Regions from separate parts of the Mus musculus genome. Here region 1 is linked to region 2. Evidence: chromatin contacts called from public Hi-C data. All regions are on one chromosome and are shown on one strand. Each heading gives the region's core, a stretch centred on a gene start, on an enhancer-like site or on the middle of the called end of the contact. The rest is flanking DNA. Distances are from core to core; before and after follow the strand shown. Region 1 holds the start of St6galnac6 (ST6 (alpha-N-acetyl-neuraminyl-2,3-beta-galactosyl-1,3)-N-acetylgalactosaminide alpha-2,6-sialyltransferase 6). Region 2 has its middle 39 kb from the start of Fam102a.

Region 1 (3,828 bases), core at 722-3,221, 110 kb after region 2:
TAGCTTATCATTGCCCCTGCCGTGTAATAGTCCACAGTGTAAATATTCCTTAAAAAAACAAAAACAAGCCGGGCATGGTGGCACACACCTTTAATCCCAGCACTTGGGAGGCAGAGGCCGGTGAATTTCTGAGTTCAAGGCTAGCCTGGTCTGCAGAGTGAGTTCCAGAACAGCCAGGGCTACACAGAGAAACCCTGTCTCGAAAAACAAACAAACAAAAAACAAAAACAAAAACCCTTGCCAGGTGGTGATGACAAATGCCTTTAATCCCAGCACAGCAGAGGTGGATCTGAGTTTAAGGCCAGCCAGGTCTACAAATCGAGTCCCAAGACAGCTAAGGCTACCCAGAAGAACCTTTGTCTTGAAAACCAAATCAATCACTTGGGAGGCAGAGGCAGGCGGATTTCTGAGTTCAAGGCCAGCTTGGTCTACAGAGAGAGATCCAGGACAGCCAGGGCTACACAGAGAAACCCTATCTCGAAGAAAAAAAAGAAAGAAAGAAAGAAAGAAAGAAAGAAAGAAAGAAAGAAAGAAAGAAAACCAAATCAAACCAAACAAACAAACTTTCCATTCTCCTGTTAGTAGATATCTGGACTATTTCTACTCTTGTGTTTCAAACTGTCCAGCTGTGACCTTCACTGTGTACATCTGCAGGACCTAATAGGTACCTAGGGTGGGGAATGGAAAGTTTTACTATGATGTTTTCCTAAGTAATTACAAAACAGAACTCTTTAAACATGCTTTCTCTTCCTAAATCTCCCCATCACCCTCTCAGGCATGCACGTTAACCCTCGTTCCCAGCCTCTTAGAACACTATGGGTAGGCAGTCTTTGTTTATGTAACCAGCTTTCTAACAGGCTACATATGCACATCCCTGTGTCCATACATGCACATCCCTGGATGTCTGGAGGCCAAAGGTCAGCCTCCAATGTTCTTTCCTTGACCTGGGAGGCCCAGAAAGGGTAAGCTAGCTGGAGGGGTCTCCTGTTCTTCCCACCCCCAGAATGGGGATTACAAACACGTGACGTCGCTGGGCGGGGGTAGCACACGGCTTTAATCCCACCACTTGGGGAGGCAGAGGGATCTCTGTGAGTTCAATGCCAGCTTGGTCTAGAGAGCAAGTTTCAGGACAGCCAGGGCTACACCAAGAAACCCTGTTTCGAAAGACAGAAGCAGAACACGGCATCGAGTCTGACATATTGACTATCTCCCTAGCCCTCAGGTTGCATTTTTCTTTAATTTTTCATTTTATTTTATGTGTATGGATGTTTTGCTTCCACATGTCTGTGTACCACATATATGTGCAGTACCCATGGATGCCAGAAGAGGGCGACAGATCCTCCTAGGACTGTGCTGGGAGTGGACCCCAGGTCCTCTAGAAGAGTTGCCAGTATTTGTAACTGCTGAGCCATCCAGTTGGTTGGGTCCAGATTGCTTCCTTTTAGTCACATAAAATAGTGCAACGAATATTTGAGGGTAGGATGAAGAGAGTTGAGCCAAGATCTCTCCATGTACCCCTGGCCGGCCCGGTACTCACTATGTCTATCAGGCTGGCCTTGAACTTGCAACAGTCTTCCGCCCTCTTCTATCTCCTAAGTAGGGTGCAGGCCTCTAAGCTACCAGGCCCATCAAAAGCTACGTTTTCAAACGTTGCTCTCTCCATTTTCCGGAGATAAGGAGATGAAGTACCAAGCTGCCTAGGGGATGGTTACTGGGTCTCTACGAGGGGGAGTCCAGGTAATTAATAACCAGAGTTCGAACCCAGTGATCTCCGCGTTTCGGATTCCCCATCCGAGGTCCTGGTGTCCATTTGGAGAGAGAGAAATGGATGAGATTTGGGATGGGGCGCGGGGCACGAGGGTGCTGTGGGAGAGCGTCTCTCCTCTCTGGCACCTCCCTGGGGCGGGGCCATCCGCAGCCTGAGGCTCCGCCCTCTCGCTCGGCCCTAACGGGACTGCGAGCGCCGGCGCTAGGACCCGGCGGGCTGGAGCTGCGGCGGGGCCTGGGCGGCCAGAGCGGCGCGGACCCCGGTTCTCGGCTCCCGGCGCCATGTGACGGGGTGCGGGGGCCGCGGGGGGCCGGGCGCTCCCCGGCGGAGGTGAGCCGGTGCTGCGCGGGGGCGGGCAGCAGAGCGGGAGGGGGCTTGTGCTTGCGCCTCGGCAGTGGGGAGCCGCTGATAAGGGGGGAGCCCCAGGGCTCCCCGAGACCCACTCTGCTTGCTAACTGCACCCCGAGATCTAGCGGGATTCTTTGGGCCTCTCGTGTTGGAGATGGGGCGACCCTGCCGCGGCCCCGCACCCCTCCCCTGCAGAGCCGGGGTCAGGATAGGATGCTTGACCCTAGGGTGCAGCGGCAGAAGATGGGGAGCGGGGCTGAGCCTCTCACGAGGCACTCGGGGGTACCCTGCTCCCGTCACCTGGAGAAGCCCCAGAGCGAGCTCAGGGTGCGGCCCTCACCCTCAGCCCAGAGCTCAGCCTCCGCAGGTCCAGCCTTGGAGCTGAGTCTAGGCTTCTGGGCTGCCACCTCCCCAGCGGAGTCAGCAGCTCCCCACCAGGCCTGGCCACTCCGAGCCGAACTAGATGTCTGGCGCACGCACAGGCTACAAGGGGACCCTCCCGGGAGACCCTTTCAGGCTCCGCCCTGTAAACAAACACTACAAGATTCCCCCCTCCCCCGCTTGCTCCTGCTCCCTGCGAGGCGCGTTGCCTCTCTGATCCCTCAGTCTCCTCATCTGTGAAATGGGGAGCAAGAGCACCTACCAGGCGTTGCCTTGAAAAGTGTGTAGGCAGGCGATGCTTTGCGTAGCTCCGGAGCATGTTTCGTAATATAAGGGAAGTCCCCGGCTTGGGGTCAAGAGGGGGAGGATTGTTTCTGGGACAGGCTTGTGCAGGGGCGGGCATTGAACGGAGTAACCCGAAGGCTTAGGATTTCTGATATAGTACTTTCAAGCCTTCGGCTCTCCTTTTCACAAATGCATGCATCTTTCCAGTCGCCCCAGGAGTTACCAGTTCTTATTCCCATTTCACAGATGAGGAAACTGAGGCTCAGAGAGGTCACATGGCTTGCTCGAGGCCCCCCAGCCAGTAAGTGTGGACCCGACATTCGCACTGGCACCTGATACGCTGTTCTGACCATGGCGTTCTCAGAGCAGGACCGTGACGGGCCTGACCGGGGGAACCGTAGTCCTGGCTGAGGGCACTGCTCAGGCAAAGGTGGGAAAGTGGGGCGTGGGCCTGGGACCTGGAGTGCTCCAAGTGTCTGGAGCACGGGGCATGCGCAAGACAGGGTAGTAAGACGGTGGTCTGTCTGGGAGCTGTGGCCAGACCCAGGGGAGCTTTGAATGCTGGAGGTGTCAGGGTTAATGGGGGCGACTCTAGGATTCTGGCCTCCTGTCTTCTGACCTAACGGTTTGAGTCCACGGACAAGCCACGCCTCCCTTCCATTAAGCCTGTTTCCTGAACTGCCCGCTGGGGACAGACAGAAGTCTGGGGTCTCTGACTGAAGATACTGGGATGGCACAGGGGAACCATGAAGCCTGGGGATGGTAGTGGGAGCTGCCACGGGGTGGGGTCGTGCTTGGCAATGGGAGGAGCCAGGCCTGGCCAATCAGGAGCGGTGTGTGTGGCACTCTAGCCTGGAGGTTTCTAGCTATTCCTGGAGTAGGAGTAAACCGCAGCTAGGTCAGGGGGCGGAGATAGTGACCGGAGCCGAGAGGCTCCCCGGGGAGCGCGCGCTCTGATCTGGGGATCCCCTTTGAGGATCCAGCCTAGTTTTCTTCCTCTCTATGCCAGCCCTTTTTTGCGTTTTTGGGCTGTAGCTGCCAGAGGA
Region 2 (4,028 bases), core at 131-2,630:
AATGAGTCACCTCCCCAGCCTGCCAGTGTCCTCTCTTGTTGGTACATAGGAAAGGGGCACCTTATTCTTGGAGCCATCTTACGCTCCTTGAAGAGTGGCATTCTTCTGATAGGAGAGAAATTTGAAAGGCACCGTGAAAGCAGGGATGGTGGACCATATCTGTAATCCAAAATTCAGGAATTCAAGAGCAGCCACCTCCATTATATACCTATTTCCATGTCAACCTGGGCTACGTGAGACCCTGTCAAAAACAAATAAAACAAACAAACAAACAAACAACAAGAACTGGAGTATAAATGGAGTTCTTTTGTTGATATTTAGCTTTTTTTCTTTTTAAGACAGGGTTTCTCTGTGTAACATCCCAGCTGTCCTGGAACTCACTTTGTAGCCCAGGCTGGCTTCCAACTCTCAGAGGTTCTTGGGCCTCTACCTCCCGAGTGCTGGGATTAAAGGTGCCATTCGGTTTCTAAGCAGTCCTTCCTTATCATGAGTTTAGCTCTTGGTTTGGGGAAATGGGCTCAGAGATGTTAACTTCCTGAATCTCACCCAGCCAGCAAGTGATAGACAGTCCTCAGACCCCAGGGGTGGTCTGACTCCTGAGCAGCAGGCTGCTGCTTTGACTGGCTTGAAAGAAGCCATATCCCATCCCTTGGCCTTAAGGCTCAGTGGGCTCCAGTGGGCTCCAGTAATCTTCTGTGGATGTCACACAGAGAGCTTGGGCTGTGACTCCCACATCCAAGTGGCTAATAGCCACAGGGCCAGGACAATCCCTGGAAGGTGACCCTGGGGTGGAGACAGGGCAGAGCCCTTGCTTCTCCATGCATGCAAGCAACCTGGCAGGGACTCAGCCAACCTGTGTCACAAGGTTCTTCTGCGCTAAAAGTTGGGTCACCAGCATGGGGGGACATGCTGGGGATACGAGGGCCTGAGGGAAACTGTGAACATATCAGGATCTCTCTTTTTGGACTGCCGGGGGAGGGGTGGATAGATATTAAACGCTACAGGAGCAGGATGAAGATGGCGGGGCTCCTGCACAGAGACGAGCTATGAGCTCCTCCAATGTGCAAAGGCTCTTGCCACCGTTCTCGCCAGTCCTAATGACCTTTATTCAGAGTCCAGAGCTGTCAATCCATACTTCTCCAGTCACAGAGCTAGGAGCCCGGCTAAACTACCCAGTAAGTCCCACTGCCTCTCCCATGGTGTCTACGTGTTAAATGGCATTTATCAATTTGGGGCAACAGGCCCTCAAAATAAACCCACATCCTGTTTGTAGTGCTGCCTCAGAGATGAATTTGTGATAACGGGACACCGGGGAACTGATCTCTTCTGTGACGCCCCACCCCCTCTTTCCTTCCTCTCTCCTCCTTCCCTGTCACAAAACCCCAGCAAGCTCCAGCCTGCCTACAGCCCCAGCCCCACGATGTCCTGTGACGTCTGTGGGGCTCTGCACCTCCTGCCTCGATGCCTTGGTTTCCTCCGCTGAGCAGCTGGAGAAGAATGAAACGTGCGCGCGCACGTGCGTGCGCATGCTCACCCACTTCATATACCTAAGGCAGACCAGTTGTGAGGTATCCCTGCAGTCGGCAGACTCTCCATGCTCGGCTTTGTGGGTCTCTGTCTCATTAAGGAAGCTGGTGTAGACAGTTCATACCTTATCTATCATGGCGGCTCAAGCTTTAAACCCCAGAACTCAGGAAACAAAGGGAGGTGAACCCCTGTGATTTCCGGGCCAGCCAGGATTACATAGTGAGACCCTGTTTCAAACAACAACAAACTAGCCGTCCACATTATCCCCCAGGATGCTCAGAATACCAAAGGTGGTGGTGGTGGTGGTGGTGGTGGTGGTGGTGGTGGTGGTGGTGGTGGTGGTGGCGACTCTGGGAGGCGGCTCCTGAGGTTGCCACCCTCTGCCCGCCAAGTGGGCACAATGGTCCTGTGGGCGTTACTGAAAAGGTGAGAGGGCGGTGGGCTAGTGTGTCTGCTCTGCCAGGGGCAGTTTGTCCAACAGAACACCTACTATCTATAGGTGTGCAAGGAGAGAAACGGGAATAGTCACATGGCTGGCTTAGGGATGCTTTTCCAGGTGTGTCAGCCATTAGCCAAGGGAGCCTGATTGAGCCTGATTCTAGTATCCCAGATGACCCAAGACTTCCAGCCCCGTGGCTTAGCAAGTCTGTGCAGTGCAACCGAGCTGGGTGGAGCCTGTGGGGACAGGCAGGTCACTTCTGGTCAGGCTCCCTTAGAGCCCGTGCTGGGGGAAGCAAAAGTCATGTCACAATGACAGAGATAGCAAGTAAGAGCCCAAGGTTCCACCGTGTCCCCCAGTGGTTCCCACCCCTTCAGAAGACTCAGAGCAGCCACTGCAGCATGAAACACCCAGGTCAGACCACAGACCACGCTCAAAGCTCTCCCACATCTCCCCCTCCCCCACTCCCAAGAAACAGAAACAACAAATACCTGTAGCTCTAAGCAGCTAAGTTTTCTTTCTCATTTTATGTGTGTGTGCTGGTGTGCATGTGTTAATAGGCACACTGCATGTATGTAGGCACACATATAGCCATGCATGTGGAGGCTTGAGGTTGATCTCCCATGCCATTCACTAAGACAGGGTCACTCCATCAAACCCAGAGCTGGCTCTAGGCTGTCTTCACTAGCCAGCTTGCTTTGGAGAACCCCTGTCTCTGCCTTCCAAGGCTGAAGTCACTGGTGTGCTGCTACGCTCACTCAGCATTTAACGTGGGCTCTGGGGATTTGAACTCTGGTCTTCAGGCTTGCACAGCAAGCGCTTTAAACAATAACCCAGCTCCTCGGCCCCTCAGCGGCTAAGCTTTGAGATGTGTTGTGCAGCAGTAAAATAGAATCAATCTCTCAGGGGGCCAAAGCAGGAGGATAGTTTCAGCCCTGGAGTTCAGGGTCAACTTGGGCTATGTAGCAAGACCTATGTGTGTGTGTGTGTGTGTGTGTGTGTGTGTGTGTGTGTACAGTACAAATCTAAGAGAGAACCGGGTTTGGTGGTGCACACCTTTAGTCTCACTGTTTGGGAAGCAGAGGCAGGTAGATGTAAGACGCAATGTGAGATGCCTTAAGTGTATTTTCATGCACATGTACTATAGAATACCATGTTAAGGTTGAAAAGAATGCGCAGGTTCTGCTGTGCAAAGCTGGCCAAGTTCCCCAGATGTACAGATAAAGGAAAGAAAGTCTTGCTGTATTGGCAGCACACACTTGTCATGTCAGCACTCAGGAGGGGGCAAGGAGGTCAACAGGCACTCAAGGCCAGGCTGGCCACAGGCATAGAGAAAAGCACGTCTCACCAAAACAAAGCAAACCAACCAAAAAAGGCAGCCTGGCATGGTGGCACCTGCTGGGAGGTAGAAACTGGGAGATCTTTGGCTACAGAGAGAGTTTGAGGCCAGCCTGGGCTACATCAGACCCTGTCTGGAAAAGAAATACAAAATAAAGTAAAGTGCAGTAAAGTCACAGACAGGGAGAAAATATTTGAAAAAGATGTGTCAGATGATGTATTGATAAGCAAGTTACATTCCATGTAAATTTAAATTCAATAAGAACTGCCCCCTTCCCAAAAATGGGCAATAGGCTTGGGTTGATGCTTCTAAGATGTTATTGATGTATGCCTGGAAAGAGTACATCTTAAATGATCAGAGAAATGCACATCAAAATCTCTCGTTAGGTGTGTGTGTGTGTGTGTGTGTGTGTGTGTGTGTGTACGTACATGTATGTGCTGTGTGTGTAAGAGAGTATAGACACACTTACTGTGGGTTGGTGTATGCCCACACTCATGTGTCCAACTCCATCACTCTCCACCTTATTCCCTTCAGGCAGGATCTCTCACTGAACCTGGAACCAGGCTGCCGTGTCCAGCAAGCCTCACCCATCGCCTTTCTCCATCTGTCCCCCAACCCCCCACAGCACTGTGCAAGCGTGTGCAGCCGTACCTGGCTTTTTCTGTGGACGCTGGAATCTGAACCCAGCATCCTTTGCATGCACAGCTGTAGTCTCCCCTCTCC

What was found. A called contact is a pair of places that touch in the nucleus more often than the background predicts.
Region 1: a Hi-C map of LSK cells shows a contact between it and region 2, with 2.4 times the contacts expected there. The contact joins the promoter of St6galnac6 here to the enhancer-like site in region 2. A contact is called at or near these places in 3 of 39 promoter capture datasets (liver, macrophages and neutrophils), 5 of 484 Hi-C or Micro-C datasets (the G1E-ER4 cell line, LSK cells, liver and 2 more), 5 of 115 datasets of contacts at active chromatin or transcription factors (the SCID.adh cell line, effector CD8 T cells and embryonic stem cells) and 3 of 9 other capture datasets (adipose tissue, liver and pancreatic islet).

What each region holds. Positions count from the first base shown.
Region 1 is chr2:32,605,014-32,608,841 of GRCm38.p6, forward strand. It overlaps St6galnac6 (ST6 (alpha-N-acetyl-neuraminyl-2,3-beta-galactosyl-1,3)-N-acetylgalactosaminide alpha-2,6-sialyltransferase 6), which reads left to right and starts at 1,972. Exons shown (of 7, transcript NM_016973.3): 1 at 1,972-2,098; 2 at 3,029-3,083. The coding sequence starts at 3,058. Gm52551 (a long non-coding RNA gene) reads right to left here and starts at 2,888. Exons shown (of 2, transcript XR_003954025.1): 1 at 2,760-2,888.
Region 2 is chr2:32,494,106-32,498,133 of GRCm38.p6, forward strand. No RefSeq gene overlaps it. Among named protein-coding and RNA genes, the nearest start is that of Fam102a, 39 kb to the right of the region's middle. Within about 2 kb of position 1,381, at least 108 of the 459 cell types and tissues checked have an H3K27ac peak or open chromatin away from gene starts, as enhancers often do. A contact at or near this core is called in the G1E-ER4 cell line, LSK cells, the SCID.adh cell line and 4 more, where this site is marked.